Linked DNA regions of Sus scrofa: region 2 is linked to region 1. A link is a contact called in public HiChIP or PLAC-seq data. All regions are on one chromosome and are shown on one strand. The core of a region is the stretch at or near the end of the contact, and the rest is flanking DNA. Distances in the headings are between cores, read along the strand shown. Region 1 has its middle 71 kb from the start of TNFRSF11A. Region 2 overlaps KIAA1468 (lisH domain and HEAT repeat-containing protein KIAA1468 homolog).

Evidence for each region. HiChIP or PLAC-seq counts read pairs in DNA pulled down with a chosen protein or histone mark.
Region 2: an H3K27ac HiChIP or PLAC-seq map of alveolar macrophages shows a contact between it and region 1. The contact joins two enhancer-like sites. A contact is called at or near these places in 6 of 47 Hi-C or Micro-C datasets (alveolar macrophages, blood, fetal heart ventricle and 3 more) and 2 of 2 datasets of contacts at active chromatin or transcription factors (alveolar macrophages and skeletal muscle).

Annotation. Positions count from the first base shown.
Region 1 is chr1:159,114,105-159,118,881 of Sscrofa11.1, forward strand. No RefSeq gene overlaps it. Among named protein-coding and RNA genes, the nearest start is that of TNFRSF11A, 71 kb to the right of the region's middle. Within about 2 kb of position 2,852, at least 5 of the 83 cell types and tissues checked have an H3K27ac peak or open chromatin away from gene starts, as enhancers often do. A contact at or near this core is called in alveolar macrophages, where this site is marked.
Region 2 is chr1:159,302,364-159,306,948 of Sscrofa11.1, forward strand. The region is part of intron 1 of KIAA1468 (lisH domain and HEAT repeat-containing protein KIAA1468 homolog); the gene reads right to left. Among named protein-coding and RNA genes, the nearest start is that of KIAA1468, 13 kb to the right of the region's middle. Within about 2 kb of position 2,143, at least 7 of the 83 cell types and tissues checked have an H3K27ac peak or open chromatin away from gene starts, as enhancers often do. A contact at or near this core is called in alveolar macrophages, where this site is marked.

The DNA of each region.
Region 1 (4,777 bases), core at 1,602-4,101:
TTGAATCAGAGCTGCTTAATCTCCAAAAATTTATAAACAACTTCTGCAGTTCCATACCAAAAAAACAAACAACCCCATCAAAAAATGGGCAGAAGATCTAAACAGACAATTCTCCAAAGAAGACATACAGATGGCCAAGAAACACAAGAAAAGATGTTCAACATCACTCATTATTAGAGAGATGCAAATCAAACCACGATGAGGTACCACCTTCTACCAGCCAGAATGGCCATCATCCAAAAGTCTACAAACAATAAGTGCTGGAGAGGGTGTGGAGAAAAAGGAATACTAGTACACTGTTGGTGGGATTGTAAATTGGTGCAACCACTGTGGAAAGCAGTATGGAGATGCCTCAGAAAACTAAACATAGAACTACCATTTGATCCGGCAATCCCACTCCTGGGCATCTATCCAGAGAAAACCATGACTCACAAAGACACATGTACTCCTATGTTCATTGCAGCACTATTTACAATAGCCAAGACATGGAAACAACCTAAATGTCCATCGACAGAGGAGTGAATCCAGAAGATGTGGTACGTATACACAATGGAATATTACTCAGCCATTAAAAAGAAAGAAATACCAGCATTTTTTGCAACATGGATGGACCTAGAAATGATCATGCTAAGTGAAGTCAGCCATACAATGAGACACCAACATCAAATGCTTTCACTGACATGTGGAATCTGAAAAAAGGACAGACTGAACTTCTTTGCAGAACAGATGCTGACTCACAGACATTGAAAAACTTATGGTCTCCAGAGGAGACACTTTGGGGGGTGGGGAGATGTGCCTGGGCTGTGGGATGGAAATCCTGTGAAATCAGATTGTTATGATCATTATACAACTACAGATGTGATAAATTCATTTGAGTAATCAAAAAAAAAAAAAAAAAAAAAGAGCTGCAGCTGTGGCCTACGCCACAGCCACAGCAACAGCCATGCCAGATCCAATCCACATCTGCAATCTTTGCTGAAGCTCACAGCAACGCCGGATCCCTAACCCACTGAGTGAGGCCAGGGATCAAACCCACATCCTCAAGGATGCTAGTCAGATTCTTAACCTGCTGAGCCATGATGGGAACTCCAAAAAAGACATTTTAAAGACAAAGAAATTTGAATATGGGCTGGTTACTAGCAGATATCAAGGAATCACTGCAATTGTTCAAATAGGATAATGTCATGTTGGTTATGTAAAAAAAAAAAGTGTCCTCATCAGGTAGAGAGGCATACTGAAATTTTTACTAGAGAAATAACATGGTGTTGAGAATTTGCTTTAAAAAACCTCCAGAAAAAAAATTAAGGGAATAGGTGAAGACTTGCAAAATAATTATAACTACTGAAGATAGATAGATGATGGGTACAAGCTGGGTTTCACTGTATTATTTCTTCTGATTTTGCACATGTTTGAAAATTTGTCATAAAGAGATATTTATGTATTTATTTATTATTTTGTCTTTTGTCTTTTTAGGGCTGCACCCACAGCATATGGAGATTCCCAGGCTAGGGTCTAGTTGGAGGTGCAGCTGCCAGCCTATACCACAGCCATAGCAATGCCAGATCTAAGCATGCATCTGCAATCTATACCATTGCTCACGGCAACACTGGATTCTTAACCCACTGAGCAAGGACAGGATCGTCATAGATACTAGTCTGGTTTGTTAAACACTGAGTCACGACTGGAACTCTGAGATATTTATTTTAATGGATTCTTTACCATGACTAGTTTGAAAAGTTTCTATTTGTTTTTGTATTTGATGAGATAAAGGGGTTGTTTAGTGCACAGTGTGTGAATTTGACATAGACTAGGCCCAGTAGATTCTTGAGAAACTAAATGTGTTATTTTACCAAGTTTGAAATGACACTGCTCTGTAGTTGTGGTTTATGGAGACCAGAGATAGGAAAAATCTTTCCTGACTCTCACAAAGAAAATTTCCTTGCACTAAATCATATTCTGGCTTTTCTTGCATAGATCCCTGGAAGTAACAGTCCCTTCCATGGGCCACCAGAGACTGGCTTCTTATTCCCGGGTTATCCAGGCCACAGCTAAGCCACAAGGCCAGGACCTGGCATGGTAACCAGCCTCAGGTTGCCAGTGTGGGTACCCTGAGCTGAAATTGGGTCTGCTACAGTACACCTGCTTATGTACTGATCATATTGAAAAAAACTGTGTTCACCTGTTCTGATGCTTGGCCAGCAAGTATACTTGAGCATTGATCATGTGCAGATTAAGAATGTAGGTCTTGGTGTTCTTGCTGTGCCTCAGCAAGTTAAGAACCCAGCTAGCATCCATGAGGATTTGGGTTGTATCCCTGGCCTCGTGGGTTAAGGATCCGGCATTGCTGCAAGCTGTGGTGTAGGTCGCATCAGATCTGTGTGGCTGTGGCTGCAGCTGGCAGCTGCAGCTCTGATTTGACCCCCAGCCTGGAAACCTCCATATGCTACAGATATGGCCTGAAAAAAAACAAAATGAAAACAGACAAATAAAAAAAAAAGCAAAAAATAAAAAAGGTAGGTCTTTTGAAATGTATGGCTGAACTTTATCTCTTAAGTCAGATCTCCTCTACCTTCATCATCACCTCCACCATCACTGTCACCACCATGTCTAACCTGAGAGGGTCAAATGGAAGAGTGCTCCAAGACATAAAGCCAGTGACTAATTATACTTGGGCGAATTGGACACCCACCCCTCCCCAAAAGGAATGGTAGGCAGTTTAGCAACAACACATGATGTTCCTGTTTTCTTGAGGTCACATCCTGTTCATTCTTGGTGGCGGATGTTGGGAGGCACCACCCAGCTCCCCTCTGGGAATAAAAGATCTAGTTATTCAGCTGCAGGCAGTGTTGCCAGCAGGTGGCTCTCAACTGTCATCTCTCTTCAGGAATCACTTTGGCTGGAGGCAGCCACTGTGCCCCAGGTCACCCCACTTCATGGGCAGCTGATGCATGGTTGACCCCGGGGGTACAGAGGCTCTCCTATCAGTGAGACTTGAGACGGCTCTGAAGGTCCACGCTGGCTCCTGAGCTCCCTGCAGGATTAGTTGAAGCCTTTGGCGAGGCTGCATCATAGCCCAACTTCTCCCTCTGCCTAGTCCTGCTTCTTTCCTTTCTCTTCTACACATGTTGATCCTGTGGACACTCCCCAACAGCCTTCCTACAGCTCATCTCCATCTTAGTGTGTGCTTCCCACAGAGCCCAGCCTGGATTCCTCCCCAGAGAGTAAGCTAGATGCCCTCAAATGAGCTGTCCTGCCGTCTGCAGCTGAAAGAGATGACGGGTAGAGCCGAGCCTAACTCCCGCATCAACCTGCCTCCTCAGGGGATTGAGAGGATGAAGGTGCATGTCAGGTGCCCACAGACAACCCACCCATCCCACAGAAAGGTCCACAGGTGCCACTGTTGCCAATACCTCCACTTCCAACTTCTCTGCTTAAACTACTTGGATACAAAGAATACTAAAAATTGCCTTGCTTAAAAGCAATTCTTGTTGAGTTATTAATGTTATTATAATATTATATCATTATCACGTGTTGGGGCAATTCAGGCAGGGACTAAGACAAGCGTAGGAACAGATGTGTCTACTCTGAATGCCAGTAGTTCCATGAATCTGTCTGTGGAGTTGACTGCTGTGCCTGACACAGAACCTAGCTTTCGGGAGAAGCATGCTAAGTATTCGCTTAACGTAAGAAAGAGAGAAGAGAGGGAGGGAGGAGAAAGAAAGGAAATTCCACCTTCATCATGAACCTCTTGTTGGTGTCCCAACCAGGATAACATATATTCTGTCCCGGAACCTTGAGCTACTTGAGGGATGGGTCCATCTATGTTCATCTGTTTATCCCTAGTGTCTGTTGCTGATTGTGGCACACAGTAGGTGCTCAGGAAGCTAGGTCTTGAATGAAAGAAAGGAAAGAGGCTCTATAAATAAAGGGCAGTGTTTAATCATCTCTTGCTGAGTAACAAAACATAGGAAATCTTAAAAAAAATTAAAAAATTAAAAATTAAAAAAAATTTTAAAAGATAAAAAAAATCCACTGGGAACTATATCTAGTCACTTATGATGGAGCATGATAATGTGAGAAAAAAGAAGGTATACATGTATGTGTAACTGGGTCACCATGCTTTACAGTAGGAAAAAAAATAATGTATTGGGAAATTAAAAAAAAAAAAAAGATCAACAAAACATCTGAAATCTTACCAGTTTAAAATGACCACCATGGGAGTTCCCGTCATGGCTCAGCAGAAATGAATCTGACTAGTATCCATGAGGACAAAGGTTTGATCCCTGGCCTTGCTCAGTGGGTTGAGGATCTGGCATTGCCCTGAGCTGTGGTGTAGGCTCCAGACGAATCTTAGATCTGGCATTCCTGTGGCTAGGGCACAGGCCAGCAGCTACAGCTCCGATTGGACCCCTAGCCTGGGAACCTCCATGTGTCATGGGTGTGGTCCTAAAATTTTAAAAAAATAAAAAAATAAAATGGCCACCATGATCTGCCTACCACTCTGGGCTCAGCTGGTCAGTGTCCTGTGGGGTCACTCATAGGTCGAAGGAGGCCTCACTTGCACATCCAGGCTACCAGCCAGAGAGTCTCAGGTCTTTTCCACGTGAGCTCTCCAGCAGGAGAGTCCTAGTTTTCCCTTGGTGATGGCAGCTTCCCCTAGGGCAGGCCCCCATATAACTATGTTGTCAAACCTCTGGTTGGGTCACATGAGTTGGTGCACATTGGCCAAGACAAGTCACGTAGTCCAGCCCAGCATCAGTGGTCCAGCCCTACATGC
Region 2 (4,585 bases), core at 893-3,392, 190 kb after region 1:
AAAGAGTAAATTTCTACCAAATCAACACATGAGAGAAAGAACAAATAAGCCTATGGAGTTTTCAAAGTGCAGGACAAGTTTAGTGTAAATAGTAAGGTTACAATGTACAGATGCTCCAAGGGGTAAGGCAGGCTAGGATAGAAAGGATCTGGAAGTACATAGTATAATACTTTACAGGAGTGAAACAGGCTCTCAAAAAAAATCATTTTTACAAAGGAATCTGCTTCTATATTAAATGTTAAACATGCAGAACTGCTTACTGTTGAACACTCAGCTTTGGAGGTCCTGTCGTGGTGCAGAGGAAATGAATCCGACTAGGAACCATGAGGTTTTGGGTTAGATCCCTGCCCTTGCTCAGTGGGTTACAGATCCAGCATTGCCGTGAGCTTTGGTGTAGGTCGCAGACATGGCTTGGGTCTGGTGTTGCTGTGGCTCAGGTGTAGGCTGGCGGCTGGCTATAGCTCTGATTAGACCCCTAACCTGGGAACCTCCATATGCAGCAGGTGCGGCCCTAAAAAAAAAGGACAAAAAGACAAAAAAAAAAAAACCCACAAAAAAACAAAAAAACTCAGCTTTTTAGGGTGATACTAATTAATCTGGACATTACTAGCCCTAACCAGAAATTCCTCTTGATACTATAACTGCTCTTGGTCACATGCACATCTTCGATCTTCTTAGCTATTCTGATGTCTCTAACCTGCATATCAAAATACGTATACCCAACAGGACGAATTTTTATAAATCAATATTCTAGTGTTGGGGTAACTGATAATAGATTTTGTAAATAAAATGTACTTTGAAATTTAAGAGTAATAGGTAATATTATAGCTCCTAGATAAATATGCTTCTTTAGGTTTACCCAGAATCCTTTTTCAGGCCAAGCGAATGTCTTTCCAAATACTTAAATATAAAGAGGAAAGAGTTTGGAAAAATTAGCATGATTTTTAAGAAAGAAACTACCACTTTCTAATAAACCACAAAGCATTTCTTCAAATTTCAGGATTGTGCAACTTCTTAGTAATTCACGTCATAACTCAGAAATGGAATGATCAGGGACTTTCACCATAGTTGGCAAACCAGTAAAACCTGCATATAAGTTTTATTAAGTCTGAAAACTGAATCCACTATACATAGTGACTACAGGCATGCAGACTGATTTTATAAAGCACTATGAAAGCCGTCTTATTTCTATATACATTTAATCTTTTAATAATGATGACAGAATGCACTCTTTTTTTTTTTTTTTTTTTTTTCTTTTTTACGGCTGAACCCATGGCATATGGAGAGTCCCAGGCTGGGGAGCAAATTGGAGCTGTAGCCACTGGCCTACACCACAGCCACAGCAACTTGGGCTTTGAGCCATGTCTGCAACCTACACCATAGCTCATGGCAACTTCAGATCCTTAACCCACTGAGCAGGGCCAGGGATCGAACCTGCATCCTCACAGATGCTAGTCAGATTCGTTTCTGCTAAGCCATGACTGGAACTCTGATACGATAGCTTTGATTAAGAATTAAGGGGGAGGAGTTCCCGTTGTGGCACAGTGGTTAAAGAATCCGACTAGGAACCATGAAGTTAACCCCTTGCTCAGTGGGTTAACCATCCGGCGTTGCCATGAGCTGTGGTGTAGGTTGCAGACGCGGCTCAGATCCCGAGTTGCTGTGGCTCTGGCGTAGGCTGGCAGCTACAGCTCCGATTAGACCCCTAGCCTAGGAACCTCATATGCCACAGGAGCAGCCCAAGAAATAGCAAAAAGACAAAAAAAAAAAAAAGAATTAAGGGGGAGTTCCTTTTGTGGTGCAGTGGAAACAAATCTGACTAGTATCCATGAGGATGGGGATTCCATCCTTGGCCTCGCTCAGTGGGTCAAGGGTTTGGTGTTACTGTGAGCTGTGGTATAGTTTGCAGACACATTTCAGATCCCATGTTGCTGTGGCTGTTGCTGTGGCTGTGGCGTAGGCTGGCAGCTGTAGCTCCGATTCGATCGCTAGCCTGGGAACCTCCGTATGCTGTGGGTGCAGCTCTAAAAAGAAAGAAAGAAAGAAAAAGAAACAGGAATTAAAAATAAGGATGGAGGAAAAGCTTAAAGGCACAGAAATCAGTTACAAGGCTAAAACTGAGGGTCCAGCTGCAATCTACAAGCACAGAACTGGTAGACGAGTAGAAAACCTGATGACACCACATTGAGCAATCTTATTAGCTAACTAATCAGGATCAGCTGGTTTCAAAAACAAATGAACATAGTTTCTGACTGCTGGGGAATTCTGAAATAATAGGTGGGGAATTTTGGAAGGTTACACCCATGATTGCAACTGTGGTGTCCACCTTGAGGCTTAGTCATATTCTATGACTAGACCAGAAACTCAGATGGAACCAAGCAGCAAAGCTTCAAGATTGAAAAAGAGAGTACTTGCTAATTCAACGTTGGTGGATTTCCTTAGTTGCATTTCATTCAGCAGATTATTCACCTCTGCCTTGGTGTGGTGCTATAGTTTGTCACTTTATTTTCCAAATGATCAATATTGTACAACTGGACTACTCCAAGTTAATTAGATACTCTAAGTTAGTTATTAAGATACTTTGCCTGATCATATACTAAACTGATTTGAGAACATTTGCTTAACTGTGCTTTAAAACTGACATAAAACAGTAGTCGGGATTGTAAAGGAAAGAATGACTTGGAAATTACTGATCTAGTTTGGAATCCCAGTCTTGCCACTTAAGGCACAATGTGTGGTAAAATATAAAAGGGCATGAAAGAAGAGGCAAGCCCATCTGCCAACCAGGTATCAACCCCTGTGACAACAATCATAGTTTAGATTCTTCTGTATGTATCTTTTCATTTTTCTTTTTTTTTTTTTTTTTTGGTCTTTTTGTCTTTTTAGGGCCGTACCCACGGCATATGGAGGTTCCCAGGATAGGGGTCCAATCGGAGCTATAGCCACCAGCCTGTGCCAGAGCCACAGCAACGCGGGATCTGAAGCATCTGTGGCTTACACCACAGCTTACAGCAATGCCAGATCCTTAACCCACTGAGCAAGGCCAGGGATCGAACCCATGTCCTCATGGATGGTAGTCGGGTTCACTAAGTGCTAAGCCACACGGGAACTCCTTGTACGTATCTTTTTAGAAACATGGGAGGCATATGCCAATTTCTCCCTTTCTGTATGTAAATGGAAACAATTTACACACACTTCCTGGATCCTAATTTACTCAATTTATAATATATCTTGGTGATCATTCCACATCAGCACATATAGATCATTCTGTTTTAATTAGCCAACCCTCTACTGTTGAACATTCAGGTTGTTTTTGATCTTTGATCTTTGATACCTTTATTTGTAGAAGATATTTTAAAAAATCTAGATTCAACAGTTTTAATGCAAACAAGCTTGCTTAGACTAAACTATAGAAATGGAATTGAATATTAAGGAATTTTTTTTTTTTTTGCCATTTCTTGGGCCGATCCCGCGGCATATGAAGGTTCCCAGGCTAGGGGTCGAATCGGAGCTGTAACTACTGGCCTACGCCAGAACCACAGAAAGTGCAAGATCCGAGCCTCGTCTGCGAACTACACCACAGCTCATGGCAACACCAGATCCTTAACCCACTGAGCAAGGGCAGGGACCGAACCCGCAACGTCATGGTTCCTAGTCGGATTCGTTAACCACTGAGCCACGACGGGAACTCCAGGAATATTTTAAAATGTAATAGATACCACCAAATCACTTTCAAAAAGAGTGTCCTCCCAGAAGATAATATTGGTTATTTAAAAAATCCATTGGGAAGAGTGCAGTGAGGCTGCAGATTCAAAAATCACCTATTAATACAGGTTACCTTTTTGATATGGACATCTTATTAGGAGGTTCACGTGACAAAAAATCAGTATTCTTACTACTGTAACTTATTAGAGGGTACAAAAGGCAAATCTTTTTTTTTTTTTGTCTTTCTGCCTTTTCTAGGGCCGCTCCTGTGGCATACAAAATACAAATCTTAAACATTAAGAACAATACTACAATGTGACTAGAGATTTTGGTGATACTTTCATAAGTCTCATCATTCCACTCCACATTCTTTGGTCAACTATTCTTACTTCCATTCTTGGAAAAAAAAAAAAAAAAAGCTTCAGTCTTTACCATGATTGTAAAGAATGCCTATCACCCTGACTAGAAAAACTAGAAAGATAAGGCTGTTGGTAGGTACTTTTCTAATGGTAATTCTACTTTCATACAGATATATAGAATATTTACAAGACTCCCCATACAACGCAATAAAAAGATATTGGTATAGTTTTTGTCCATTTGAAACATTCTAAATGTATACTAAAAGAGATCTGTGTCAACATTAAACCAAAAATCATTAACTGATTCTTAAGATTTCCTTTCCAAATAAAATAGATCCTCAAGGTTACAAATGGCAATAGGAGACTGAGAATAGAGAAACTAGTACATATGTACCAACAGTTTATGAGCAAAGATGAAATATTTTGCTATTATTTCATGCAAATTTAATTAATAAATTATATGACACTAATATTCACTATAAGGTAACAAAAAAGGCAGACACACACCAAACACATATGCA